Regions from separate parts of the Sus scrofa genome. Here regions 1, 2, 3, 5 and 6 are each linked to region 4. The links are chromatin contacts, called in public Hi-C, HiChIP or PLAC-seq and promoter capture Hi-C maps. All regions are on one chromosome and are shown on one strand. The core of a region is the stretch at or near the end of the contact, and the rest is flanking DNA. Distances in the headings are between cores, read along the strand shown.

The links. Promoter capture Hi-C pulls out the DNA fragments that hold promoters and counts their contacts. Hi-C and Micro-C count contacts between places; a contact is called where the count stands out from the background. HiChIP or PLAC-seq counts read pairs in DNA pulled down with a chosen protein or histone mark.
Region 1: a contact with region 4 is called in a promoter capture Hi-C map of liver, with 13 times the contacts expected there. The contact joins the enhancer-like site here to the promoter of TARBP1 in region 4. A contact is called at or near these places in 3 of 5 promoter capture datasets (fetal liver, fetal skeletal muscle and liver), 13 of 47 Hi-C or Micro-C datasets (adipose tissue, blood, embryonic fibroblasts and 8 more) and 2 of 2 datasets of contacts at active chromatin or transcription factors (alveolar macrophages and skeletal muscle).
Region 2: a contact with region 4 is called in a Hi-C map of embryonic fibroblasts, with 3 times the contacts expected there. The contact joins the promoter of TBCE here to the promoter of TARBP1 in region 4. A contact is called at or near these places in 1 of 5 promoter capture datasets (fetal liver), 1 of 47 Hi-C or Micro-C datasets (embryonic fibroblasts) and 1 of 2 datasets of contacts at active chromatin or transcription factors (skeletal muscle).
Region 3: an H3K27ac HiChIP or PLAC-seq map of alveolar macrophages shows a contact between it and region 4. The contact joins the promoter of RBM34 here to the promoter of TARBP1 in region 4. A contact is called at or near these places in 1 of 5 promoter capture datasets (liver) and 1 of 2 datasets of contacts at active chromatin or transcription factors (alveolar macrophages).
Region 5: a contact with region 4 is called in a promoter capture Hi-C map of fetal skeletal muscle, with 6 times the contacts expected there. The contact joins the promoter of TOMM20 here to the promoter of TARBP1 in region 4. A contact is called at or near these places in 4 of 5 promoter capture datasets (fetal liver, fetal skeletal muscle, liver and 1 more), 1 of 47 Hi-C or Micro-C datasets (embryonic fibroblasts) and 2 of 2 datasets of contacts at active chromatin or transcription factors (alveolar macrophages and skeletal muscle).
Region 6: a promoter capture Hi-C map of liver shows a contact between it and region 4, with 5 times the contacts expected there. The contact joins the promoter of B3GALNT2 here to the promoter of TARBP1 in region 4. A contact is called at or near these places in 3 of 5 promoter capture datasets (fetal liver, fetal skeletal muscle and liver), 1 of 47 Hi-C or Micro-C datasets (embryonic fibroblasts) and 1 of 2 datasets of contacts at active chromatin or transcription factors (skeletal muscle).

What each region holds. Positions count from the first base shown.
Region 1 is chr14:56,152,136-56,157,032 of Sscrofa11.1, reverse strand. No RefSeq gene overlaps it. Among named protein-coding and RNA genes, the nearest start is that of TOMM20, 41 kb to the right of the region's middle. Within about 2 kb of position 1,797, at least 54 of the 83 cell types and tissues checked have an H3K27ac peak or open chromatin away from gene starts, as enhancers often do. A contact at or near this core is called in adipose tissue, alveolar macrophages, fetal liver and 7 more, where this site is marked.
Region 2 is chr14:55,898,412-55,903,453 of Sscrofa11.1, reverse strand. TBCE (tubulin-specific chaperone E) reads left to right here and starts at 2,239. Exons shown (of 17, transcript XR_002338966.1): 1 at 2,239-2,350.
Region 3 is chr14:56,084,968-56,089,507 of Sscrofa11.1, reverse strand. It overlaps RBM34 (RNA-binding protein 34), which reads right to left and starts at 1,823. Exons shown (of 10, transcript XM_021074093.1): 1 at 1,675-1,823; 2 at 1,390-1,564; 3 at 1,054-1,190. The coding sequence starts at 1,727.
Region 4 is chr14:56,667,585-56,672,750 of Sscrofa11.1, reverse strand. TARBP1 (probable methyltransferase TARBP1) reads right to left here and starts at 3,186. Exons shown (of 30, transcript XM_005670967.3): 1 at 2,199-3,186. The coding sequence starts at 3,129.
Region 5 is chr14:56,111,070-56,115,812 of Sscrofa11.1, reverse strand. TOMM20 (mitochondrial import receptor subunit TOM20 homolog) reads right to left here and starts at 2,726. Exons shown (of 5, transcript XM_001926935.6): 1 at 2,422-2,726. The coding sequence starts at 2,542.
Region 6 is chr14:55,747,529-55,752,247 of Sscrofa11.1, reverse strand. B3GALNT2 (UDP-GalNAc:beta-1,3-N-acetylgalactosaminyltransferase 2) reads right to left here and starts at 2,839. Exons shown (of 12, transcript XM_021074398.1): 1 at 2,498-2,839. The coding sequence starts at 2,609.

The DNA.
Region 1 (4,897 bases), core at 548-3,047, 510 kb after region 4:
GGAAGCTCAGGGTCCTGCCCTCGAAGGCTCCCAGCCCGGCACAGTCCAGCTGCCTATGGCACAGAGGTACCCACCCCAGACTCTGCAGCTCCTCCAAGGAGATGTGAGGGCACTGGGCAGTCCTGGCCTCAGCCAACCAGGCCCTTCTCTTTGCCTCCTTATTTCTTCTTTCTTTTTTTTTTCTCTTTAGAACTGCACCCATGGCATATGGAGGTTCCCAGGCTAGGGGTCGAATCGGAGCTGTAGCCACCAGCCTACACCACAGCCACAGCAACATGGGATCTGAGCCACGTCTGCAACCTACACCGCAGTTCAGGGCAATGCCGGATCCTTAACCCACTGAGCGAGGCCAGGGATCAAACCCACATTCTCATGGATCCTAGTCGGGTTCATTACCACTGAGCCACAACAGGAACTCCCTGCCTCCTGATTTCTGGTTCTGCTGGGTGGACGTGTATGAGAAAAGTGACTCCAGTCCCTTCTAAGAGAAAGAAAAGCGGTGCACTGGTGTGGGGGCATTGTGTCCCTGAGTCACACAGAGCCAACGCTGAAAAGCCTCATTTCCTCTGATAGGTGGCCCTTGGGAGCGGTGACAGAACTTGGGCCCGAGGGGGCCAGGACTGCCTTATGGGCACGACTGTTAACACACAGCACAGAAGACCTGAGAAGCGGAGACAGGCTGCCTCCCACCAGCCCTGCTCTCCAAAAAGCCACTTGGCTCCAACGTCTCATGACTTGTTCTTAGAGTTACATTTTAACTGACAAAGTTTAACAACAACTGTGACTTATGGCCTTCTAAAATTGGCAGCAGAAAAATGAACTGAGGAAGTAATGGAAAAAAACCACAAGTGAAGCCACTCTGTATTATGCACAATTTCTGTTATGGTTTTTTTTCCTTTCCAGGCGTGTGTGTGTGTGTGTGTGTGTGTGTGTGTGTGTGTGTGTGTTTTCGAATGGTAGAAAATATTTTCCAGATACGCCGCCCTGGCGTTCCCAAGCACATATTTATGCCAAATTTATAAGAAGCAGCTGCAGACAAGGTTGACTGAGAGGATTGCTCTGCTGTCTGGCTTCCAGAAGGTGCTTCTGCTCCTCATTCTGTCACCAGGGCACAGACTTACCTCCTAAAACTCTCTAACCTTCTGCATCGTTCCCCCAGCAGGAAGACAAACCCACGGCACAGCATGACCTGGAGGGATGTGGGGCCTCGCCCTTCTCAGCATCCACATCACACTTTTGATCTGCAAGGTGCTTTAGTGACCAGTACTTTATCATTTTTATTCATTGGAACTCCTCCTGCAGACGCAGGAAGTGTTCCAAGGCGCCTTTCTCGAATCCCTGGATGGCTTGGAAGGTAGGGTTGTTGGAGTCCCATCAACATCATCGGGTTCTGAACTGCTTGGAGCAGATGGTGGAGCCGCAGTGGGTGAGCCTGTGTCAAAGTGCCTGCATCTCCGAGACTCTCCAACCTCCTCCCCTCGCCCCTCCATGGCTCTGCCTGCTGCTGCCTGGTCAGGAGCTCCAGCCTCCTGACCGAGCAGAGACGTCGCCCAGGGACGCTGCCCCCCTGCACCCAACGCCAAGCTCTCCCTGGCCTGGGGCGGGGCCTCACGCCTCCCCCCACCCCACCACGGCCTTAATGAGGATGAGAATAACCTGCTCCGTGGCTTTCCTGGGGGTGACTAATGGGTTAATCCGGGGAAGGCCCTTTGAAGATGAAAAGCCTGATGTAACTCAAGGGTTGAAGGCAGGCACCTGCCCCAGCCTGGGCCTGAGTCAGCAGAGTGACCTCCTGCCTGCAGGCGGGCTGGGCGAGCTGGCCCAGTCCCCATTCAAAGTCAGGGTTGGCCAACCCCGTGCGTGTGTGGTGTGTGTGTGTGTGTGTGTGTGTGTGTGTGTGTGTTGTGTGGGCCTCTGGGAGGTTGGGAACTGTGTCTCCTGGGCGTTTGAGTGGTTGAATAAACCTTCAAATGGCTCTGCCAAGAGGGCAGCACACATCCTCATCCTAGAGAATATCAGTTAAGACAGTATTTCCTGGCCATTGTTAGGGGAAAATGCTTTCCTTTTTATTTTCTTTTTCTTTTTTTCTTTTTTCGGACCGCACCTGCAGCACATGGAAGTTTCTGGGCTAGGGGTTGAATCAGAGCTTTGGCGGCCGGCCTATGCCACAGCTACAACAACTCAGGATTGGAGCCACATCTGTGACCTACACCACAGCTCACAGCAATGCCAGATCTTTAACCCACTGATGGAGGCCAAGGATTGAACCTGCATCCTCATGGATACTAACCGGTTCTTAACCCACTGAGCCACAATGGGAGCTCCCAGGAAAATGCTTTTCTCACAGGGCATTCCTCCCAAGAGGTGCCGTTTTTCTCCTGCCTTTGGAAGAAGGAGCTGCGGCAGTGGTGGGCAGCCTGGGGAATCTGAGGTCGGGGTGTAAGGGAGGCGGGCGGCTGTGCTTTCAGCTCTCCAGCTCCTGATGTTCTAGTCTGCCCTGCATTCACATCTCCCAAGCAGAGAAAGAGGCAGCCAGAGCTGAAAACCAGAGGCCAAAAGCAGCGGATGAAGCGAGTGTCGTCCAGGACCACGCCCCCTCCCACCCTTGACCCGGTACAGGGGGATTTGACGCAGCGGCAGCTGGGAAGCCAAGAACAGAAAGCCTTTAAGCCACGCAAACTGATGCCAAGATTCCGCCACCCGGGAGCCCGTTTCCTGCGCTCTGCACATTCCTCCCTTCCCCCCCCCCGCCCCCACCTCCAGTGACCCCTCTCCACGCAGCCTCCTTGCACGCAGCACTGGTTTCTTCTTTCTTCTGGAACACAAGTCATGCGGCCAGAAGGAATGCAGGCACTTCTGCTTTCTCTCTTAGGTCCCCATTTCCTTAGAAGTTTTTCACTGCCCTTTCTCCTCCCATAATTTGCCCCGAACCCTAGAGGCCCCCACAACACACAGAATGATAAAGATACGAAAATAGGATGCAAGGATTGGCAGCATGAAGGCAGGAAAGAGGGCAGAGGGGGCCACTAATCTTTTTGCACGCAGCCAGGAATGGACGGGGTGGGGGGCATAGCCCCTGGAACAGGCTATGAAAGGATTCCGTTCTGTTCTGTTTGGAAGGAGATGGGTGGAAATGACAGTTTGGAGAGGATTAGAACGGGGAAAACGGTTTCAGGGGAAGCAGCCTCTTTTCTCCAGTTCTAACAGTGCCATCTAGTGGCCATGCGAGCAGGTGCAAGGCAGAGTCTCTGGACAGCCCCAGCTGACCCCGCGAGGGGAGGCATCCTGGCTTTGCAAAGGGCGCCCTGTTGATTGACAGCGGCCGGCCTCTCCCGGCAGCCAAATACGTCTCCCTGGAAGGGTCTACAAAAAACTGGGGAAGATAGTGCCTCAAGTAAACCCATAATAATGCCAACGGAGGAGTTTACACTGTTGCACAACTGAATTGGCGGCGTCTTGGGGGCGTTGGGACGCAGGTTCCATCCCCGGCCCGGCACAGTGGGTTAGAGATCTGACAGTGTCTCAGCTGCGGCTTAGGTCGAAACTGTGGCTCAGATGTGATCCCTGGCCCGGAACTCCATATGCCACAGGAGGGCCAAAAGGAAAAAAAAAAGAAAAAGAAATGTATTTTGGAGTTCCCATTGTGGCTCGACAGATTAAGAACGCAACACACAGTGTCCATGAGGATGCGAGTTCAATCCCTAGGCTCGCTCAGTGGGTTAAGGATCCACGTTGTGGTGAGCTGTGATGTAGGTGGCAGATGTGGCTTGGACGCCATGTTGCTGTGGCTGTGGCATAGGTTGGTGGCTACAGCTCCTGTTCAACCCCTAGCCTGGGACCTTTCACGTGCTGCAGGTGTGGCCCTAAAAAGAAAAAGAAAAGAAATCATTTCACCTTGGAACTCCACAAGTGGTTCTTTTTTTTTTTTTTTTTTTTTTTTTGCTTTTTGCTTTTTTAGGGATACACATGTGGTATATAGAAGTTCCCAGGCTAGGGTTCAAATCAGAGCTGCAAAAATCCCTTCAGTACGAACTTACAGCTCGTAGAATTTGAAGAAATCATAATTTTAAGTGGGTATTTCCTAAATTAAACCTTACATTAGAGAAGTTCTGTGCCTTACTCCACAACAGACCAAGAAGTCACAGGTTGTCTTTGAGAAAAGGCTTTCAAGGCATATGTGCATTTGTCAAACTCAGGGTTGCAACCTAATGGGGGACCCTGAAATCAATTCAGTGGATGGAAAACCACATTTTAGATTTTTTCTTTTGTTTTTTACATATTTTTATTTATTTATTTATTTAATTTGCTTTTTAGGGCTGCACCTGTGCAATATGGAGGTTCCCAGGCTAGGAGTCCAATTGGAGCTGCAGCTGCCATCCTACACCACAGCTCACAGCAATGCCAGATCCTTAACCCACTGAGCAAGACCAGGAATTGAACCTACATCCTCGTGGTTCCTAGTCAGCTTTATTTCCACTGTGCCACGACAAGAACTCCTAGATTTTTTAAAAATCATTATTGAAATATAGTTGATTTACAATGTTATGTTAGTTTCAGGTGTACAGCAGTGATTCAGACTATACATATATTCTTTTTCAGATTCTTTTCCATCGTAGGTTATTATAGAATATTGAATATATTTCCCTGTGCTACACAGTGGGTCCTTGTTGTTTATGTACTTTATGTGCAGTAATGTGTATCTGTTCATCCCAAACTCCTAATTTACCCCTCCCCCCACCTTCCCCTTTAGTAACCATAAGTTTGTTTTCTATGTCTAGGAGTCCATTTTTGTCCTGTAAATAAGTTCATTTGCATCACTTTTTAGATTCCACATGTAAGTGATTAGATTTTTTTTTTTTTTCAGTGTGTCACATGCAACGAGGCCAAGCTTTGTTCA
Region 2 (5,042 bases), core at 990-3,489, 770 kb after region 4:
ATGACCTAATCTTAACCAATTAGATTCTGGCTTCAGGGGGATTCTTGAGTAAAGAAAACTGTTGGAGCCAACTCACCTGGTAGGAAATTGACCAAATGACTAAGAGGTACTTGCTGTTTTGGTTCTTTTCTGGTTCTTGTTCTGTCTTGGACCTAAACCTGATGCTTCAACCCCCCTATTATGCTGTAAGCTATCCAGTATCCTTCCAATATATTCCCTTTGTTCTCCAAGACAAAGAAAGAGAAAAACCAGAAAACACAAGGTTAAGAGACTGTATAGAAGTTACCATTTGTGTGAAAAAGAACAGAATAAAAGAAAAATAGTTCCTGTCATGGCGCTGTGGAAATGAAATTGTGGGTTCGATCCCTGGCCTCTCAGTGAGTTAAGGATCCGACGTTGCCGCGAGCTGTGGTGTAGGTCGCAGACGCAGCTTGGATATGCAATTGGTGTGTCTAGGCCAGCAACTGTAGCTCTCATTTGACCCCTAGTCTGGGAACCTCCATTTGCCATGGGTGCCGCCCTAAAAAGCAAAAAAGAAAAAAGAAGAAAGAAAAATACTTGCTTACCTTATCTCTAGGCAGGGAACTGAGGGACAGAGACTGGAAAATAGAACCAGCAAGAGGGGCTTTTCACTGCACACCCATTTACTACTTTTGACTTCTGAAGCCTGGGAATATATTATCTTTTCAAATATGGAAAAATTTTAAAGTCATAAAAGCAATGAACAGAAAATACCAATAAGTGCTAAACAGATAAAGGATGGCTACTTAACATTCAGTGTGCAGGAAAGACCTCTCTGAGGAAGTAGCATTTAAGCTAAGCTCTGAGCAACAAGAAAAGCCATACCAAAATCATGGTGAAGAGCCATCAAAGCAAAAGGACTCCAAAGGTCTTAAGATAGGAAAGCACTTCACCATTGTGTACAAGCTATATAGGGACCAGGTCATGTTGGACTTTGTAAAACCGAGTAAGAACCTAATGTTGCAATCTAAGTGCAGTTGAAAAGCCAATAGAAGTTTCAAAGAAAGGGAGTAACTAGATTTAATTTACCTTTATAAAAGACCATTCTGGCATCTGAGTAGTGGATGGGTTTGTAGACCACAGGAGAGGAGGTCTGGAGGCCCATGAGGAGGGTGTTCGAGTATCCCATGAGAGATGATGGTAGCTACATCACCATGATTTAATTTTAGAACATTTTTGCTTCCTCTAAGAGAAACTCCCATCACTTTAAGCATTCACTCCCCAATTCCCCCATTTTACCCCTGACACTCTAGGCAGCCACAAATCTACTGTCTCTATAGATTGTCTATTTGGGATGTTTCATACAAATGGAATCATACACTCTGTGGCCTTTTGTAACTGGCTCCTTTCCGTAGCATATTATTTTGAAAGTTCATCTATACTGTGTCAGAATTTCAGTTTTTTTAGTCTGAATAATGTCCACTGTATGAAAATACCACATTTTGTTTATCCATTCATTAGTTCATAGTCATTAGGGTTATTCCTACTTTTTTTGGCTATTATGAATAATGTTGCAAATTTTTGTGGGATATGTATTTCCATATCTCTTGAGTAATACTGGGACTGGATGTTTGTGTCCCCCTAAAATGTGTATGTTGAAGCTTCAACCTCTAGGATTTCTGTGTTTGGAGATAGGATCTTTACGGAAGTTATTAAGGTTAAACGAGGACTTAACGGTTGGGAACCTAATCCAATCCTTATAATAGGAGACTCAAGGAGTTGCCTTGTGGCCTAGCAATTAAGGATCCAGCATTGTCACTGCTGTGGCTCAGTTTCAATCCCTGGCCCAGGAGTTCTGCATGCTGTGGGCATGTTCCCTTCCCCACCCCCCAGTCGTGTCTGCGACCTATTACTGCATTTATTTTCATTCTGCCTTATGTTCAGCTAGTAAAAAATTTTTCCTCTAGTGTTTGAGGAATCAACACTACATTATTCTCTGTGACCACCACGTGCTTCTTATGTGGTAGATTCTCAAGAAACATAACGGAATCTCACACAGGACTTGTAATTCGCTTCCGTGATAACAAGTGGAAAATGCGCATTCCTATGGTCGTTCTATCCGCCCGAGTTCCAGGGGAATAGCTCGAGCATCAAGGACCAGAGTTCGAGGAGCGGGGCTGACCAAACCTCTAGCTGCGGAAGTTCTAGCAATTATTTATAGCTGAGCTCTGCGGGTCACTGCTAATACCCCCCCACCACCCCCGGGAACTTCCTGGGGGCGGGACTTCCCGTTTCCCTGAAGAAGCACTTCCGGCCAGAGCCGGAAGCTGTCTGGGGCCGGACGCGTGAGAGGGGCAGTAGCTCGGACGCTCTGGCCAGCTGCGGGCAGGTGAGTTTCGAAGCGTCTGGGGAGCCGAGGGGTTCGAGCGTTCTTAGCTGGCTGGTGACTGGCGCATGAGCCTGTAGTGCTCTTGGTCTTTTCCCCCCTTTTTTTAGAAACTTCCCGGGGGCGTTGCCTGCTCCCTGGGGCTTTGACGGAGCCCAGCCTCGCAGGGGTATATCCGTCGGGGCGAGAGGAATGGGTAGCGCCGCACTGCGCGTCACGAAAAAGCGTTATTGGCTTGTCACTCCGAAAGAGATGAAATTGGTACAGGCTACCTATAACTTGGTGTCTTGTTAGTGCAACAGTCCCGACCTTCCAAACCGTCTAACATTTGAGATGAAAGAGAAATAATGTTAAGTAGCTGGAGAACGGGCTGTCGAAGGGGGTGCTGTAGATTGTGGGTGGATCCAAATGAGGGTGTGACATCCCCTTCCACAAAGAAACGGCAGTCCCCTTGGGAACGTGGGGCTCACAAATGCCAAACTTAGAGAAAGGCAGAACAGAGCTCTCTTTTGTCTGACATTATTATAGTCATGGCCACTATCATTTGATATTTGTCTCAACTTTTTTCATCTTTTTAGTTTTAACCTTTTTGTATGCTTTTATGTATATAGCATATTGCTGGGAATTTTTTTTTTTTTTAAATCCACGTGCACAGTCTCTGCCTTTGGACTATAAGGCTTATTGTATTTATATTCACTGTTGTTACTGAGATATTTGTTCAGACCAGAACCTTTGGAGTCATCCTTGACGCATAGCTTTCACATCGCAGGTGTAATCTATCAGCAAATCTAAGGACTCTGCCTTCACTTTTTATCCAGACTCCCAATCCCTTCTCACCACTTTCACTTATCCACATCACAGCCATCTCTGACCTGGATTTCTGCAATAGCTACCTAACTAGTCTTTTTTCAGTCTTTCCATCCCATCTAGAGTGATTCGCCTTAAAAAGAATTAGATTATCTCCCTACTCTCAACAAAATCCTCCAAGTACTACCCCCATTTCACTCAAATTAAAAGCCAAATTCTAGGGCGTCCCTATTGTTGCTCAGTGGGTTATGAACCCGACTAGTATCCATGAGGATGCAGATTTGATCCCTGGCATTGCTCATTGGGTTAAAGGGCATACGTGGCTTGGATCCCAAGTGGCTGTGGCCATTAGCTGCAGCTTGGATTAGACCTCTAGCAGGTGTGGCCCTAAAAAAAAAAAAAAAAAAGGCCAAATTCTAGGAGTGCCTGTTGTGGTGCAGTAGGTTAAGAACCTGACTGCTCGGGTCCACCCTGAGCCCAGTGGTTCAAGGATTCAGTGTTGTCACAGCTGCAGCTCGAGTTCATTCTCTGGCCCAGGAAATTTCACGTGCCACAGGCTCAGCCAAAAAAAAAAAAAAAGCCAAATTCATTAAGAGTGTCCCTCAGGATTCTGTGGTGTGATCCAGCTCTTGCTTTACCTCCGATCTCCTTTCTGGCTCTTCTTCTCGTTGCTCTACTCTGTTGCCCCAGTCACATCCTAACCACAGGATATTTATTCTTGTGGTTCCTTTGTGGAAATGCTCTTCCCCTATATGTCTACATGGTTTAATCCCTGACCTCCCTCTTTTTTTTTTTTTTTCTTTTTTCTTTTTAGGGCCAAACCTGTGGCATGTGGAAGTTCCCAGGCCAGGGAGTTGAATCAGAGCTGCAGCTGCCGGCCTATGTGACAGCTGCAGCAACACCAAATCTGAGCTGCAGTTCAAAGCAACACTGGATCCTTAAACCACTGAACGAGGCCAGGGATCGGACCTGTGTCCTCTAGGAGACTATGTTGGGTCCTTAACCTGCTGAGCCGCAATGGGAACTCCTCCCTCATTTTTTTTCTTTTTTGAATATTACCTTTTCAGTGAGGCCTTTCCTGACATTTCCATTGTATTCACTACCCTTGTGCTTATTACCATATGACCTGCCATGTGATTTCATTTCTCTGGTTTATTAATGTTTACCCCATTAGGATAGAAGCATTGGAGTTCCCATTGTGGCACAGTGGAAACAAAGCCAACTGGGAACCATGAAGTTGTGGGTTCAATCCCTGGCCTCGATCAGTGGGTTAAGGATCCAGTGTTGCTGTGAGCTGTGGTGTAGGTTGCAGATGTGACTCAGATCTGATGTTGCTGTGGTGTAACCCGGCAGCTGTGGCTCCAATTGGGCCCCAAGCCTGGAAACTGCCATATGCTGCAGGTGCAGCCCTGAAAAGCCAAAAAAAAAAAAAAAAAAAAGGATAGAAGTGTCATGAGGGGCTGATATTTCTCTGTTTTGTTTATAGCTGTATCCTTAGTGCCTAAAACAGGATCTGGTTTTTAGTAGGCGCTCCGTAATATAATTGTTGAATACATGGATTTGGCCTTCTTTGCACCGTCTTATGCTTTTACTTTCTGTGCTTTTTCTTTTTTTTGCCTTTTTTGAATTGAGGTTTTGGTTTTGTTTTCTCTTTTTACTTTTTCCCTTCTATTTGTTTGAAAGATATGTTACTCTATATACTTCGTTTCTGTTCTCATGGTTAACATTTTAATTTCTAATTTTAACTGCATATTTAATTGAATCAGAATCTTAAAAAAAATAAAGAATCTTAACCTTGTAGAACAGTATAGTTCTTACCTTTACGCTTCTCATTTTTTTTTTTTTTTTGGTCTATTTAGGGTCACACCCACGGCATATAGAAATTCCC
Region 3 (4,540 bases), core at 574-3,073, 580 kb after region 4:
GATGAAAATCCTGGGCAGACAGATCAAATATACAAAAGAAACAAATATATATCCATGGATATGGATATACATATATATATATATATCTATATCTGAGGGCATAATCCCTAGAGTCAGAAGAGGTATGTGGTATATACAAACAGCACAGGAGACTAATCTTGGATGAGGAGGAAGACATCCTTTTCTGAAAGGAAATTGAGGATGTGCACAGCTGCATTAACTAAGAGGATCAAAAATAGTAGTTCGCAACTATTAGGGGTTAATAGGAAACAAGATCACCTGCCAAGAGAGAGCAGAAATATAAGGGGCTTGAAGAGCAGTGGCCAGATAGACTGAAGAAAGTTAACTAGGAACCTGTAATGGTACTGCTATTTGGATCTCAATTTAAATAAACTGTTAAAAAAAAAAAAAAGTTAAGCTAAAAGGGGAAATTTAATCTTTGATTAAGTTTAAGAAAATCAAACTCATTTTTTATATACATGCTGAAATGTTCACAGATGAAACATAAGTCTTAGGTTTGCTTCCAAATAATGAAGGGGATATAAAAAGGGTAAAGAAAAAACAAGATTGGGCAAATATTAACTGCTGATGCTGGGTACATGAGGTTGTTTATCCTTTTCAACTTTTTTTTTTTTTTTTTTTTTTTTCCTTTTAGGGCCGTACCCACAGCATACAGAAGTTCACAGGCTAGGGCTCTAATCCCAGCGGTAGCCGCCGGCCTACGCCACAGCCACAGCCACGCCAGATCCGAGCCGTGCCTGCGACCTACACCACAGCTCACAGCAACGCCGGATCCTTAACTCACTGAGCAAGGCCAGGGATTGAACCCTCAACCTCATAGTTCCTAGTTAGATTCGTTAACCACTGCGCCACAACAGGAACTCCTGGGAACTCCCTCCTTTTCAACTTTTAAATATGTATGAGACTTTTTATAATAGAAAAAAATTTAAATTAGAACTATGAAGTGACCAAAAAAAATGAATATTGCAGGTGTAAGAATCTCAGTATCTTCACCATCTAATTTCTTTAGCATCAACTAAGAATTTTACCAACCTGTTTGCCAACTTTTTGTCTGCATCAGAAAGTTTCTTCTTCACTTTCACTGTTTTTGCAGGTTCTTGTAAAAGTGGTCTTTGAATTTGGGATGAACGTGCTTCCTCCTCATCCTGTTTCCTTTTTTTGGTGGTCTCCTTTCAAAAGGTTGAAGTTACGTTTCAGACCTCATCCTTTAATAATTCAGTGGTCTTTCTAAATCAGTATTTTTTTTCTCTCCCACAATAAAAGGTTACTTAATTCTCTCTTCCCCATTTTAGAAAGCATGCTCAGTAAGGTAGCTGCTTGCTTTAAAGTTGTTCTAATGGCCTTTCCGAGTGGAACCCAGTGACTTACTTTAGGCAGAGGCACGTACAGGGGTTGAAGCTGAGGCTCCAAAGAGCTGAAGAGGGAAGCCAGCCGGCCGGCGCTGCCTCCGGAGGGCCTCTTGCCTTGGGATAAACTGTTGGCGACTTGTCCAATCAGATAGCCTCCGGCCAGATTCCCACGACTGCCGCCGTCCACGTTCTCTCTAGACACGGACGCCAGAGACTCAGCGACCCTACGCCACGCCCCACTGCCTCGCGCCCCGACTCCCGAACGCACGCTCCTGCCTAGGCAGACTAGCCACGCGCCACTCACCCCTCCTGCGCGCTCTGCTTTTTCTTCCGCTTGTTCTTCCCTTCCGGCGCCATTCTTACCCGAAAGCTCCCAGACCGCTGCAACAGGCTAGGCCGCACTTCCGGGTCCCTGCCCCTGCGCACTCGGAGCCACGCCCCTTCCGCCCCGGAGTCTCTGTGCGGGCGCTGGGGCGGAGACAGCGGGTGAGGGGGCGGAGATAATGCGTGGGGGCGGAGATAGCGGGAGGACTGGGGCGTGGCTTCTGCCTAACCCTAACTCAAGGGTTAGGGTTAGGGTAGTTTGTACCTCGCTGATTGAGGGGGACCTAGTCTTAGGAGGTTAGGAAGACTTCCCAGAGTAGTTGGGGCTTGAAGTATGACAATCATTCATGTTGGGAGTGGGGTGTCAACCCAAGCCGAGGGAGAAAACATGAAAAATCTGAGTTAAGAGGAGGGAGAGAAGTTTGTCAGGAAATGAGGTTACAGCGAAGTATGTCACACACCATCAACTGGTGAATCCACGTGAAGATACATGGGACTCCTTCATACTACTCTTGCAGCCTTTCTAAAATTTGACATGATTTTGGAGTTTCGGTTGTGGCTCAGAAGATTAAGAATCAGACTAGTATCCATGAGGATGCAGGTTTGATCCCTGGCCTTGCTCAGTGAGTTAAGGATCCATCATTACTCTGAGCTGTAGTGTAGGTTGCAGATGCGGTTCAGATCCGCCTTGCTATGGCAGTAGGCCGGCAGCTGCAGCTCGGAGTTGACCCCTAGCCTGGGAACTTACGTATGCCTCAGGTTCGGCCCTGAGGGGCAAAATAAATGAATAAATAAATTTTGACATTATTTCAAATAAAGTTAAAAACAAATCTTCGGAGAGCACAGCTCTAACTGCTCTGTGCTTATTTTACCTAGAAAAGAAGATGGATGGCTTTTAAAACTATATTGTTTTTTCAGCCTATCTTCCCAGACTCTTCTCCCTCCAAGGCCCCAAAGCCTGCCTTTACCACAGTCTCGTTGTTCCTTCACCTTGCCATTCCTTCTTATTCTTGCTATTCTTTCCCCCACAATCATCCTCCTCTTTACCCCTCGTTTTCACCTGCAAAACTGTACCCATCCTTCAAGGCCCAGCTCACAGGAAAATTTCTCTTTTTAACACTAGAGCTGTAATGGTCTCTCTAGATGTAAATGGATGTCTAATTCATCCTGTATTCTGTATCCCTATTCACCGTACTTAGCGAATATGTGGTAAATTGACTTTTTTGGCTGCACCCCAGGGCACCTGGAAGTTCCTGTGCCAGGGATTGAACTCTTGCCACAGCACCTACCAGAGCCAATAGCAGTGATGCCGGATTCTTAACCTGCTGAGCCCAAGAATACTCCCAACTCTGACTTTTAAGTAAAAAAGGTAAATATTAGATTTTCATTAGATAAATCATTGAGTAGTTTTGGTGGTAAGATAGGATTTGACTTTGAATCCTTGGGAGCAGACTTGTTATTTTTGGAGAGCTGCTTAACAGAAGTCACTGGGAATATATGTGACATTTTAGGGTCCACATCAGACACCGTGATGAGGAAAAAAAAAAAAAAAAAGAAGCAGTTTATTCAATTGCTTGGCCCTGGGTTTGAGTGCCTTATTTTGGATTTCTATAACTGTGACCATGTGGTATCTCACAAACATGAGAAAAACCCAACAGTCCCTATCTGCATGTATCCTATACTGTCCAATGAAGACAGTCTTTCAGAATGTCTTATCCCATTCCTTCCGGACTCTCCCTAACTTTAATCCAAGAATCACTTCCTCTCTGGACCACTGCCACCTCATTGAATCTGGCCCTCCAGACTCTGGGCAAACTAGCCTACCCATTCCATTTCCAAATGAATCTCACTTAAGTGCTAATTTAAGGTTTGCATCTCCTCTATGTCACCATCACATCAGAATTCATGTTTCTTGTACCCTCTACACTGCCCTCTTTTTTTTTGTCTGTCTTTTCTAGGGCCACACTTACGGCATATGGAGTTTCCCAGGCTAGGGGTCGAATTGGAGCTGTAGCCACTGGCCTACACCAAAGCCACAGCAACCCAAGATCTGAGCCGCATCTGCAACCTACACCACAGCTCAAAACAACGCCGGATCCTTAACCCACTGAGCAAGGCCAGGGATCGAACCTGAAACCTCACCGATTTGTCAACCACCGAGCCACGACAGGAACTCCCTACACTGCCCTCTTTAAACTCTTATGCACGTGTTTTCTTCAACAAATTTACTGATTAATTTTATCATGTCTTATATATATTACTTCCACAACCAAACCATGAAACTATTTCTCTGGAAGAATACACCTCGTACAAACGAACCCCAACATATGGTGTTAGACAAAAACCCCTAATGAGAGTTCCCTGGTGGTCTAGTGGTTAAGATTTGGTGCTTTTCCTCTGGGAACTGAGATCCCACATCAAGCTGCTGCACTCTGCAGCTAAAAAAAAAAAAAAAAAAAAAAATCCCTAAACATCTAAATGAAAGATGGAGAAATGGACCTACAAAGAATGAAAGACAACACACACCTCTCGAGAAAAATAATAAGTGTGAAAGAGGCCGTGCTTGGAGTTAGCTAAAAAATAATCCCCACCGCTATTAGGAACTTATTTTTTTTTTTTTTAACAATTTAGAGATCACTAACCCTTCCAAAGCATTTCTTAATTAATTAATTAGTTTTTTGCTTTTTAGGACTGCACCTGAGGCATATGGAGGTTCCCAGGCTAAGGGTCAAATTGGAGCTGTAGCTGCAGGCCTATGCCACAGCTCACATGCTGGATCCTTAACCCACTGATCGAGGCCAGGGATCAAACCTGCATCCTCATGGACGCTAGTCAGACTTGTTAAC
Region 4 (5,166 bases), core at 1,937-4,436:
TCCCTTTTTCCTGCCCCTCCCCCAAGTGTTTCATGAAGGACTGTCTGCAGGAGACCCTGGGGGCCCAGGCATGCTGGGCAAAGGGCAGACCATCCATGCCCCACAGGGGTTCAAGGTGGTGGACAATCAAGAAAGCCTGCCAGTTTTACGGTCCCTATGACAGGAGACCAAAGCTGTTGGCCCCTGGAGAAAACCCTCCCACACCCCCATCCTTGCCCCTGACACCAGGCAAAGTTGGCTGCCCCTGGGAATGGATAAAAACTCTCTCCCCTCAACCCTGCGCTGACATGAAGAAACTCTTTTGCGTCTGCCACTCATACAAAGCACATCTGCTGCTGTGGAGGAAGGGCAGGAAACTAGCACCCAAGACCTACCACAGATACAAGCAGAATGCAGCCACCACAGGAGAGGGTAAGGAAACTCTTAACCCTTCAGTAAGAGGAGGCAGAGGTTATCTGCCAATGGAGAGGGAACGGAGATGGCTAAAAGCTTGAACCCTAAGGTATGGGCATATGGGGCCTAAGAGAAGGCTAGTGCAGAAGAAATGAAAAGTTCCCTCCTTTCTCATTTTAAGCTTTGCACCAAGTAACATACATCAGCAGTCTACCCTTGCAGGAAGGACAAAGGCATAGAAGAAGCTCTCCATCTGTGCAACCGGCATCATGGGCTTGAGAAAAACTAGAACACTGAGGAGAACCTTTTGGTAAACTAGGCTTCAACACTAAAACATAAGGTAGTAACAATCCACAACTGTAGCAATAACAAAATCCAAAACCAGCTCAACTAGAGTTACTCAACACCCAACAGCCTAACAGAGAGGAGTGCCTATCTCTAAGGCACAAATATTTCATTCTCTACCAAAAAAAGGTGGTTCCATTGCCAAGAGATAAAACAGAAAACAAAACCCAACTTAGAGATCGTCCAGGTACAGAACTTACACATAACTATGATTAGTATACTAAAGGATTTGGTGGAAAAGGCAGACAACATGCACAGATGGGGTTTTTCAGGAGAGGAAAACTATAAAAACGTGTCAGATGGAAGTGACAGAAATAAAAACATATCTGGGAGTTCCTGTAGTGGCTCAGTGGAAATGAATCCAACTAGCATGCATGAGGATGTAGGTTCGATCCCTGGCCTCGCTTAGTGGGTCGGGGAGCCCTTGACGTTATTAGCTGTGGTATAGACTGCAGTAGCGGCTTATCTTCAAAACCGCAGAATGTCTGACTCTTTGAATGTTTTATTTTGGTAATTTTAAATGTTTTTCCAGTGACACCTCTTATCAGATGACCATCACCTTGTGGACTGTTAAAATATTTACTGTCAGATGTTTTCAACTGTAAAAAAAAAATCTAATTAAAAAAATTAAAACTGGAGTTTCCATCGTGGCACAGCAGAAACAAATCCGACTAGGAACCATGAGGTTGAAGGTTGGATCCCTGGTCTCATTCAGTGGGTTAAGGATCCAGTGTTACCTTGAGCTGTGATGTAGGTCGCAGACGTGGCTTGGCTCTGGCATTGCCGTGGTTGTGGCGTAGGCCAGTGGCTACAGCTTAGATGTGACCCCTAGCCTGGGAACTGCCATATGTCTCGGGTGTGGCCCTAAAAAGACAAAAAAAAAAACATTTTTTTTAAATTAAAACCTCATTCTATTAGATCAATTGCAAAAGTACCTCAAAAGGTCGACTTAAGGCTTATATGCTTAACAAATAGTAATAAATCCTACTAAGAGAATTACTAAGGAAATTTCAAAAGAATGTGATGGTTTCCACAATCAAATTCTAACCCAAGACTCAATTCATCAGTCAGTATATGTACATAATTTTCCTTAGTGGGCGCTAATCCTTTTCTATTAGAACGGACCTACCACGATATAGTGCAAATTTGGTCTGTAAAGTCCCTCCTGGGCTCAGTCACATTCCTAAATTATTCCACGGATGCACAGTATTCCACCTGCTCTGGGTCAGAAGGGTGAGAACGTGCAGACTGTTCTGTATGTAGCGATTTGTGTCACTTCGGAGTACACCCTGGAGATGAGGTTTCCAAGGTTTTTCAGGCTCTATGGGGACCATGAGACTAACCAAATTCTCTACTGATCACGGAGACGACCCCAGGAGCTGGCTGTCGGAAGCGGGGGACCTCCCTACCAGGAAACCAAGTAGGGATGGTAAGAGGGTGGGACGGGGGTGGCTCAGTACCGGTTTCTTCTCCCGGGGCGCACGCGTAATCGGCCCCCTGTTCCGCCGACACTTCCACAGCCCGCTGCAGCAGGTAGCGCGCCCGCTTGCGCGTCAGGGCATCCTCGGCCCAGGCCAGCCCAGCCTGCACTGTCCTCCAAAACCGCCAGCAGCGCCGGGCGTCTGGGCCCGCCTCGCGTGCCGCCGGGGCACAGTCCACGCCGGGCTCGGGCAGCAGCTTCTCGGCCAAGGCGCTCAGCACCAAGAGCTGTGGCCCTACTAGGCCCGGCCCCAAGGGGGGCCCGGGCGCGACCAGCCCTCCCCACACGGCCCGCAGCGCTGCCCCGCCGCACTGGCCCAGTGCTGGCAACAGTCGCCCGGCCACCAGTGCCACCGCGTCCTCGGAGGGCCCCGCCTCGTCCCCGCCCAGCGCCAGGGCCAGGGCGGCCTGCGCCACCCGCTCCAGCAGCGGCGCGTCCTCGAGGGGCCGCAGGCAGGGCCCCACGGCCGCCAGCACCTCCACGGCGGCCTCGCAGGCCCCCTCGAGGCCGGGTGCAGGTCTCGCGGCGAGCAGGTCACGCAGCGCCTCCTCTGCCAGAGCGGCCGCCAGCTGCGGGCCCCCGGCGAGGCGGGCGCACGAGCGCAGGGCCGCGCCCGCCGCCCTCAGCACGCGCCGGCGCTGGCGGGCCGGGGGGCCGGTGTCCGCGCCGCCCATGAGGCGCCCCGGCAGGCCCCGCAGCAGCGGCACCAGATACCCGGCGGCCACCTCATGCGCCGCCTCCGGGAGCGCGCCCGCGCCGCCGCCGCGTGCTTCCTCGTCCTCGAGCCGCTGCAGAAGAAAGCGCAGCGTCTCCACGCGCTCCGCGGACGCCTCCCCGCGGCACAGCGCCCCAAGCAGAACCCGTGGGTCCCGGCTCTGCGACAGCAACGCATCCGCCAGCACCCACTCCATCTGCCCCGCGCGCCACCAACCCCAGGCGCCGGGAGGAAGGCGCCGGCGTGCGCGAGTGCGTGCGCGTGCGCGGCTGGCCGTGGCGCGCGCCTGCAGGCTGGGAACTTGAGGCCCAGCCTTGGCCCTCCTGGAGCGCTTTGACAGGTTCCACCCTGCCGCCTGAAATCTGATCCTCTTGCCCCCGCCCCTTACTCTTTTCAGAAGCAAAGAGGCTCGGTAAGCGTTAACGTCGTGGCTATATCAACTACATCGATTCCTAATTGGAAGTTGGCCTACATGAGGGCCCTAAATCAGTCAAGCGTGCCTGAGAAATGGGCGGAGGTACATCTGGAAGGTGTGCTCACGATCGCCTAGGAGCTTATTTTCAAAAAGCTGTAGGTGGCCCCACGCACAAAGGGATTGACACGGTGGGTCTGAAATGTGTTCCCGATACCTGCATAAAAAAATAAATAACAGAAACACAAGAATGATTTAGAGGCCCTGATAGGTACTATAGCTATGAGCCAGGATGGGGCAGAAAACAAGATGCCCACACTGGTGCTTGCAGTCAAATGCCCTAGCTGACTAGCACACAGATCTTCACACATGATGCTAGTGCTCCCATTTGCATTCCTCCAAATAGCCCACGTGTCTGTATTTCTGACAGCATCTATTGCTAAATAAAGAAACCAAAAACCTGGTTAGGTTTCTGGTTCAATCCTAGGTGAACTGATGTGGGTGTACTTTGCCTTCCAGCCATATAGATTTCTCCCTTAGTCAATGGAGGAGCTGCAGCCCCAACTTCAAAGAGCTTGATGTGCAACAAATATAATAGATAAGGTGTGATTAAAGTTACTTAAATTTAAGGTTATTTTATGCAATATAAAGTTTTATTTAATTTTTATGTTTTTGACTTTATAATTTAAAGTTATTTAAAGTTATCTAATATCATATATGAAAGTTTTTTCCCATATTTCAATAATTCAGTTTTTCATTGATAGAATATATAAAAGTTTCCATTGTAGGCCAGTTTAGGTTGTGTCAGTAAATATCAGCTGCCTTCAGCATTTAATGTGCCAATAAATATCAGTTTCTTTCAACATATATTCTTCATAAATCTATCAAACAAAAATGGGGAAAATCTTGAGTAGACACTTAACAAATGAAGATACGCAAATATAAGCATCTGAAAAGGTGTTGAGTATAATTAGTCACTAGAGAAATGCAAATTAAGCCCTCAAAGAGATATTGCTTCACACCCATTAGAATGGTTAAAATTTAAAAGATTGTGCAATCAGATTTTGGAGGTTCCTCAAAAAACTAAAAATAGAACTACCATAGATCCAGCAGTCCCACTCCTGGGCATCTATCCAGAGAAAACCATAAATCAAAAAGACACATACACCCCAATGTTCATTGCAGCACTGTTTAAAATAACCAAGACGTGGAAGCAACCTAAATGTCCATCAACAGAAGAATGGATAAAGAAGATGTGGTGCATATATACAATGGGATATTACTCAGCCATAAAAAAGAATGAAATGGTACCATTTGTAGCAACGGAGATGGACCTATAAGCTATCATACTAAGTGAAGTTAGTGAAAGACAAAACATCATATGATATCACTTATATGTTGAATCTAAAAAAAAAGGATACAAATGAACTTTTTTTGCAGGACAGAAACTGGCTCACAGACTTTGAAAAACTTATGGTTACCAAAGGGGACAGGCAGGGGGGAGGGATGGACTAGGGGGTTGGGACTGGCATCTCCACATTGAGGTATATAGAGTGATTGGCCAACCGGGACCTGCTGTACAGCACAGAGAAGTCTACCCAATATTCTGTGATAATCTATGTGGGAAAAGATTCTGAGAGAGAATGGATATGTGCATATACATGACTGGGTCACTTTATTGTACAGCAGAAATTATCACAACCTTGTAAATTAACCATAAAAAGAAAAGATCAAATGGCAAGGACTAAGCAAGTGGAATAATAGGAACTCCCAGACATTACTGGTGGGTGTGTAGATAACATAACCATTTTGGAAAATCTT
Region 5 (4,743 bases), core at 1,477-3,976, 560 kb after region 4:
CATGAAACACAGGCTTACAAAAAGTCCCAAATCTAAATGATTCTGAAAGCACTTAAGATTACTCACTATATTTTAACACAATTAATCATGTAATACAGTGCTGTATCATGAAAAACATCTGTAGTTGGCACTATAACTTGTAGGTTAATTTTCATTTGTTAGCTATTATTTAGATACAAATTATGCTGGGGGAGTCCTGCTAATTTGCTGTTACTAATGAAAGGTGAAAAATCTGAATAAACTAGAATACCAAATCTAACCTCAAACCTTTTTTAAACAACTTAAGTCCCTTTTCCTTAAAATAAAAATTTTTTAAAAATCAGGTAAAAAGAAAAAAACATGGCATTTTTATTACACATGTAAGTATTCTATTAGAATTTAGGCAGGAAAAACCCAAAATTAGGAATTCTCTTGGGATGCAAGTTCGATCCCTGGCTAGAGAATTTCCACATGCTACAGGTGCGACCAAAAGAAAAAAGGAAAACCCTCAAAGTTAACTAAACTCAAATGAATTTCATTCCACAAATACAAAACACCCTCAAGTTCCTAAATATCAATCATACAAAAACCTTTAAGCAGATTGCAAAATACTCGTGTTTTATTTGCTAAAGGAAATATAAAAAAAAATTATATTCATAAACAACCTTTAGCATTCATCAATTACCATGTACCAGGTACAGTACTAAACTACAATTAAAGCTTGGAGCCGGTTGCCCAAGGTTACTCAGCTACTAATTCAAGCCTGACCACTTAAATCATTAGGCTACTGTCAAACCTAGAAGAAAAACTGATGGGTTGAAGACGATAGAACATAATCCCTGAAAATAAGATTTCTCAATTTTAGAAATGATTTCTTCAATCAAAAATCAGTTTTCTCAAAATTGTCAACAGCAGGATTGCAGTGTTTCCATTCTTCAAAGAGCTCTACATCCAAGCCACCCCCACCTAATCCTTGAAGGTACAGGAAAACGATCTAAGTTCTAATAAGTACACATACAGCCAGCATTTATAGGGCCTCTCTTACGTCAGGAATGGTGGTGGGAACCTAAAACATCTTAATCTTCACAAAACCAACTGGAGACATTACCTGACTTTGCAAACTAAGAAAATTAAGACTCAGCCCAAGATCACACTGCTAATTTGTGACTAACCTGGGCCTGGAAACTCAGTGTCTGAATCCACAACAGCATTATTTCCATTAGTCTACCTAGCCATACCTCTATGCCGCTTTCTTCCTGAGACACAAAGGGAGCTAAAATCAGATACATTGTAAATGGTGTAAGATCAGTACTTTCCAGTACGGTAGTCACTAGCCACGTGACACTCTATAATTCGTGAAATGACTTACTATAGCTTAATTGCTATCACTTAAATAGGATAATCACATCTTTACACTTTCTGGGCTTCAATAACTTAATCATAATTTCAGAAAATATTTTGAATGAGCAACCTAGTTAAAAATGTATTTCTTGGGAGTTGCCATTGTGGCGCAGCAGAAACGAATCCGACTAATATTCATGAGGATGGGGTTCGATTCCTGGCCTCGCTCAGTGGGTTAAGGACCCGGAGTTGCCCTTAGCTGCGGTGTAGGTCGCAGACGCGGCTCGGATCCCACGTTGCCGAGGCGTAGGATGGCAGCCGTAGCTCCAATTCAACGCTTAGCCTGGGAGCTTCCATATGCTACCAGTACGGCGCTAAAAGGCAACAACAAAAACGAACAAAGTATTTCTTATTGCAACAAATGTGCTCTTCTATTGTTGCAAACGAGTATACCCCAGAAGTTAAAGACCATAAAGGTTTTGGTGACAAGGTTTCCATCCAGCAAACCTCTTAAAACATGTCGCAGGTATGAAATAGGACTGAGCCACGTGAGAAGCGCAGGCCTTTGGACTCCCCTGCAATTTCTGTAGCATTCACTCATATCTTGGAAGCCTTTAGAGCGAAGCTACCAAGAGGGTTTAAGAATGCAATCTTATCGTTGAGAACAATACTGTTCTGGCTATGCGGATTTCGTCTCAAGCCACGAATTCGCAAAATGCAAAAAAATACTTTCGAGGGAGAAATAAAGGTTTATAAAAATAAATGGCAAAACGAGCCCCAACCTCCACGCTATATTATACAATCGCGTTTGCACTTACACAGAGAAAGTGGGGAAAACGAAATGGGAAAAATCGTCCCTCCAAAATGGAGGGAATCGTACAGCGAGGAGCCGGGGGCAGCCCTGGGAGGACGCAGACAGCGCCATCACCTTCTGGCTCGTTTGCCCGCGGTCCTAGGCCGGGCCGCACCACGCGGCTGCCCAGCACGCGGCGACCCGACGCGCCCAGGCGGCCCGGCGAGGGTGCAGGAGGGTTGGGCCACGCCAGGGTCCAAGGGAGGCGGAGGGAGGCCGCAGGCCCCGGGGACAGGGCAGCCACTCACGTTCTCGCAGCCTGTTCTTGAAGTTGGGGTCACTTCGTCTCTTGCGGTCGAAGTAAATGCAGTACCCGATGAAAAGGGCCCCGCACACGCCGGCGGCAATGGCGCTGTTCCGGCCCACCATCTTCTCCCCACGGAGCAGCGGCGGCTGCGGCGGGAGAACTGCGAAGTACCCGTTGGCCGCAAAACCTTAGAGCAGACTCCGCTGACCGGGCCTGACGCCCGCCGCAAGGGACGCGGAAAGGCGGGGCTTATGTCACTTCCGGCCCCTGTCGCCGAGACCCTCGGGTCTGTCCAAGGCAGTGCCTGAGCCGAGGCGCCCGCGCCGCCTCTGCGCTTGCGCAGAGGTTTGAGCACAATGGCCGAAACAGCTACCACCGCTGTTCGCGTAGGTGTTGGGATTTTGCTGGAGACCATGCTTTTCCTTAACAGCCGCCTGAGCATGATGTAAGGGTGTTGGCACGTGGCCGTCGTGCGCACACTACAGAGACTTTTTATAGGCTATCACATTCTTTCTTGAATTTAACTGAATTTGCTTTTCAAGTTCAGTCACAATCCGTTGTGCGCCAAGCACCGTAAGTGATTCGATTTAACAAGAATGTTACAGTCTCAAGAGTGAAAGAAAACTAAACGGAGCAATTCCTGGAAAAAATGTTACGGGGAAAAAGAGTTTGAAGGAAAAAGAAAACGTATAGTTGTCATAGCCACTGAAAACACTGTGTATCTGTGTTTTAAGTTTCAAAAGACACCCTTGGAGTGGTAGGAATGTTTGTTACTCATAGTGGGTCCTGACCATTTATGCTGAGGAGATGGTTCGTAATGGGAGCTGGCCAGATCAGACAGATCAACTATTTGGCTAGAGGACTTTGATCCAAGTGATATCAGCCCTACCTAAGGGGAGAAGAGGGGAAGGAAGCTGGAGATTGGGTTCAACTTCATGCACGTGAGCTTCCCAGTTTGGCAATGCTCTGTGCAAGTTACGCATCAGTGTGCCATATGCCAGGAGGTGAGGTGTTCTGTCTCGATGGGGAGGGAATAGAAGCTTTGCACGTGGGATCCTCCCAGACCTTTTCCCATGTCTCATCTTCCCATTTGTCCGGTTTGATTCGTATACTTTTGCTGTCATTAAAGTGTAATGATAAGAATAGAATGTTTTTGTTGTTTTTTTGGCCGCTCCGCGGCATATACTGTTCCCAGTCCAGGAATCAGATCCCAGCTGTAGTTGTAGTTGTAGCTGTAGCTGCAGCAATATGGGACCCTTAACCCACTGTGCCAGGCGGTGGCTCCAACCTGTGTCTCAGTACTCCCAAGATGCCACTGATCCTGTTGAGCCACATTGGAAGCTCCAAGAATAGTATGTTCTTGAGTTCTGTGACTCCTTACAGTGAATTATTGAAACTGAGGGGCTGGTAGAAACCTCCAAATTAGTAGCAACTGGTCAGAAGAGTGACCTGAAGACAACACCCTCCTCCCTCCCCAAGTTAGTGTTGGCGTATGAGCATAGTCTTGTAGGGGACTGTCCCCTTAACCTAATAAGTTTGGCTCGACTCAGGTGGCTGGTATCAGAAGTTATTGCAAGGGTACTTATGGAAACATTTAGCTTCAGGTCCTAACCTAGTCCAAGAGCCTGGGAAAGCCCTTCTGCCTGAGTGGTATGGAACCTGAGATCCCATGGAAACAGAAAATTAGATCAAAGATTCATGAGCATTGCTTGGACTGGGATGAGATGTGAAGGTGCATATGCGTCGTGAGAAAATGATTGAGAAGGTTTCAAACAACAGCACAAAAAGCTTTTCCTTATGTCCTGCACACACATGTTGATTCTTCCTACCCTAAAAAGTGAAGCTCAGGAAGGTATGTCCTGAGCCTCTGCTGTGTTGGAACAGAAGACCTGCAAGGTCACACAGATGCCATGAGGCTTAGAACTCAACTCCTAGAAATTTGAGTAGACCATGAAGCTATTAGATTATTTGTCTGAATAAACAACATGCTACTTATCTCTATTCCTGTGTTGTGCAGAAGAAATGCCACGTAAATGCTGAGGTCACTGTGATGAGACACAACAGACCAGAAAACATGTTTCTACAAGGCACAGTTAGAGCAACACCTGTACCTTTGAATCTCAGCCATTCTGCATTTTTTAATAATTTTTTTTTACACTTGTGAAATACCTATAGATTCCTGAAAGAAAAACAGCTCGGAAATCCCTGAGGCATGTTGTTTGTGAGTGGAATTTGTGGGCTGAGGAATGAAATTAGTGGTTCATCACCAGAGTTTTAAAATAGAATAAAAAGTATCAGCCAGCAACACGTGTAGTAAGGACCA
Region 6 (4,719 bases), core at 1,590-4,089, 920 kb after region 4:
CACTGTAGAAAACAGTATCGAGGTTCCTCAGAAAACAAAAAGAACTACTACATGATCCAGCAATTCTACTCCTGGGAATTTATCTGAAAAACACAAAAACATGAATTTGAAAAGATATTTGCACCCCAATGTTGACAGCACCATTATTTACAATTATCAATATATGGAAACAATGAAATTGTCAACCAAAAGATGAATGGATAAAGAAGTGGTATATACATATAATGGAGGAGTGCCTGTTGTGACACAGCGGAAACAAATCTGACTAGGAACCATGAGGTTGCGGGTTCAATCCCTAGCCTTCCTCAGCGGGTTAAGGATCCAGCATTGCCATGAGCTGTGGTGCAGGTCGAAGAGGCAGCTTGGATCTGCCGTTGCTGTGGCTGTGGTGTAGGCCGGTAGCTAGAGCTCCGATTTGATCCCTAGCCTGGGAACTTCCACATGCTGCAGGTGTAGCCCTAAAAAAAAAAAAAAAAAGCAAAGCAAAACAAAACAAACAAACAAAAAATATATATAATGGAGTATCACTCAGCCTTAAGAAAGAACAAAATTTTGCCATTTGCAGCGACATTGATGGACTTGGAGGACATTATGCTAAGGGAAATAAATTAGACAAATATTGCATGATATCACTTATAAGTGGAATCTAAAAGTTACAACAGACTACTGAACATAACAAATAAGAAGCAGACCCACACATAAAGAGAACAAATTAGTGCTTACCAGTGGGGGGGGGGGCGTATAGGGGTAGGGAATGGGAGGTACTAACTACTGCGTATAAGATGGGCTCAAGGATGTATTTATTGCACAACACAGGGAACATAGCAATATTTTGTAATAACTGTTAATGGAAAGTAACCTTTCAAATTGTCTAAAACATAAAAATTAAATTAAAAAAAATTAAATTAAAAAACATAAAAACTTAAGGAGTTCCTGCCATGGCAGCTGATAGGTGGCAGCTGCAGCTCGGATTCAATCCCTGGGCCAAGGAACTTCCATGTGCCGTGGGTGTGACCATTATAAAAAATAAAAAATCTTAAGAAATTGCCAGGCAGGCCTACTAAGTTTTAAGCTTCAATGTAGGGTTTTGGCTTGTTTATGGACCCTAAAAGATATTTAGGTCATAAATATCCTAAGAATACTCTACAATTAAACTCCAGTGGAGCTCACTCATCATACATAACTGAAAGAAACTAAAGGCGAATCCAACAGATGCTACAGAACATTTTATGGATATGGCACTCTTTCCTCAGCTCCATTTACAAAACCCTATAAACAAAACAAAAAAAATCCTCATCTGTTAACAGGTTAAATGCCCTGTAACACCGCACTTTCATTAAATCATTTAAATAGGGTCTCGATTCTATTCAGGTCACACGAAGAGCCTTTTTTAAAGAGCTCGTGGCTTCTCTAACACAAAGGGATTTTAAGAGATTGTTACCAGAATAAAGAACTCTAATTATAACAATGAGATTGCTTTGAGGACTGCCCGAATTAGTTTCCATACTTCCTAGGCACAGAGCCATCTCAGAATTCAGATATTCAATTCTAATCCTTGAAAATATTGGATAAGAAAACTTTCTAGGGGAGAAGTGGTAAGAACAAATTCCCAAGGTAGTTAAAAAACAAAACGACTATTTCCCCATCTTTAAAACAGCCGTCTAGGCTTTATTATACCTCCTAGGGCAAGCCCTTAAAAAGACAGAAAAGGGCAACCTTCAATGTTCAGAGCGGTGGAATTAGTTAAAAGAAAATCCACTGGGCTGTGGGGCAGAGCATTCTATTTATCAGGCTGGGAAGTGAATATGAACAAAGAGTTCTTTCCCATGAGAAACTAACTTTTGGAGCAAATGGATACAATCGTAGAGGAACTTGCTATTTTCGTGTATAATTCATTAGAAGGCTTTGCAAACCAAACTCTCAGGAATAACTCCATCCGCAGCCATGCCCTATTTCATGGCTAGATTTGTTTAACCGACTTACAACCACAGTTTTCAAAGAATACAAAGCAGAGTACGTTCTTAAAGCAAAGTTGTTCCTTAAAAGCAAACCCCAGCCACCTCTTTAAAAAGGCACAAAAACGTGATCCACGGACCCTAAGACCTCAAAGTCCTGATCCAATAAGACCAACAGCTGCGGGAGGAGCAGAGCCACCTGGGAGCCCGGCCCCGGGCGTTAACAGCTGCCCCTCGGGTTGAAGGACACATGGGGCTCAGCTCCCCGGGCAGGCGGGAAAGGCCTGGGGACAGCCGAAGGACTTGCAGTCGTCCGCACCGGTTTTGTGGTCATCAAGAAAAGCCGGGAGGTGAGAAACGGCGGAGACACGAAGAGAGAAAAGCGCCCTCCAGTTTGCCCGATGTTAACGCCGGGGAGATGAAAAGGGCCATTTGTTTCATCTGGGGACCGCCGGGTCGGCCCGTCCCCCAACCCAGACTCTCGGCCAGGCTCCGTGGAAGAAGCCGGCCGCTCGCCCGCCCGCCCGGCCCCAGGACCTCACCTGCGGGGCCGGCCCCCGAGGCGCGGGCGGGCGGCGGGGAGCGCAGCCGCAGCCAGAGGTGCAGCGCGGCCCCGAGCACACACGGGCACAGCAGCACCAGCCAGTTTCGCATTGGCCGCCCCCGCCGGCTCCACCTCGCGCCCCCACCGCGCGCCGGGCTCTCCCGCGTCCCGGCGGACAGGGAGGGGCCCTGAAAGTAAGGAGGCCGGGGGCAGTGGCCGACTCCCGCGCGACTACTCCGGGAACGCCCGCCCTCGTGCCCGCCGCCGTCTAGGTCTCTCTCGGCTTAGGCTCCTCCGACCGCTGGCGGCTGCGCCTCCGCCGGCCAGAGCCCCGCCCCCTTTCCTGGGCCTTCCCCGGCCCCGCCCACCTTTTCTCTCACTCGCCCCGCCCTCTTCTAGCTTGTCCCCTCCCACTTCCCCTAGCCGGCCGGGAGCTGAAGTCCCGCTCTGAGCTTAAGGAGGAAGTGCCCCCGTGATCCGATGGCTGGGAAACCACATTTCCCACAACCCCACGCACTCGCTTCCGTCACTCGGCGATCGCGTAAGCAAAGCGCGAGGCCTCACACAGAGCATGCGCAGCCCTGCTCCATGTTTACTGCCCCCCGGTGGCGGAGGAGAGGTAGTGCCGGACAACCCAGCGCTCAGGGGCCGCCCCAACCCCGGGAGAGAAATAATAGCTGGGGTGAAGGGCGCCGGTTGCCTAAGATTTAAAGGAGATCTTGAGACAAGACAGTTTTAAATCACGCAGAGCTTCCTTAGGCCGAATGCTAGCCTCGTGTAAGAGATGGGATCTTGCTGGCATCTACTGGGCGCGGAGATCGGGGCGGGGCAGCCCAAATGCCCGTGTCTTCAGCGGTGAATCATCAAGTATTAGTTCTGGTGCTTCGGTACCCGGCTCTAAGAACTCAGGATGAGTAAGACCAAGCCCAAGGGATCAAGCTGTGCAGTACGACAGCGATGGCCGAATGGAAGGTACATTACACGTGCTCAGATTTCAAACTGGCGCTGGAAAGTTGCGAGAAGAACCGGGTGCACTCACACCTGCTATTGGACGTGAGCCGCTAGAAAATGCGGGCTCCGAGGCACCTGTGGGAAGGACCTGCTGCGACCCTCCGGGATACAGTCCTGCCCTGGGCCCCGAGGGCGTCACCCGTTCCGGCCTGCCTGCGGCCAAACGCAAAAGTGTCCTAGTTGAGGAGCCTGAAGATCAGGGTACCGATGTTCAGAAGATGGTGCAGAGGATGAACATGAGGATGAACTATATTGTTGGAAAAACCCTTGGTTGAAAGCCCCAGGAAATCCACTTCAAACAGGCTTAAGGAAAAAAGGGTAATTTATTCAAGTCACTGAACAGTCCAGGAGATGTCTTAGGCACTGTCAGTACCATAGTCTCACTGAGGGGCAATTTAATTTCCTCTATTAAAATTATTTTTGGAGTTCCCTTCAGTGCCTCAGGGAAAGGAATCTGACTAGTATCCATGAGGACGCAGGTTGGATCCTTAGCCTTACTCAGTGGGTTAAGGATCCTGCCTTGCCATGAGCTATGCTGTAGGTGCCAGACTCGGCTTGGAGCTGACGTTGCTGTGGCTATGGCCTAGGCTGGCAGCTACAGCTCCAATTCACCCCTAGGTGGGGAACCTCCATATGCTGCTGCTGCGGCCCTAATAAATAAATAAATAAAATTATTTTTTATTGTTTTGTAATATGGTCTGCACTGTAATTTTAAAATGTTTTAATTGCTGTACAAAAGCTATAAGCGTAAGGATTTTATACTATTTGTACTATTTAAATAAAATAATAAACAATTTAATATGGTGTCAGAAGTAAATTTTTCCCTTTAAAGGAATTTGTATGTTCATTAGTTATCTATTGCTACCCAACAAATTACTCCAAAACTCTTAAAACAACAAGAATCACTTATTGTGCCTCACAATTTCTGAGTCAGGAATTGGGGAGCTACATTCAGGTTCAGGATCTCCCATATAGTTGGAGGCAGATGTCCACTGGGGCTGTGGTCATCAGAAGGCAGGACTAGGCGTCCTCAGTGCCTCACTTCCCCGGCTGGCAAGTTGGGGTTCTCTTTCCGCCTCTCTGAGTTGGTCTCTAAGTGGGTCTCTCCAACAAGCTGCATTAGAGTCCCCACACCATGGTGGCTTGCTTCCCCAGGAACTGGAGACCCAAGAGACTGCTGAGCATAGTGCAAGACCTTTGAGGATGAAT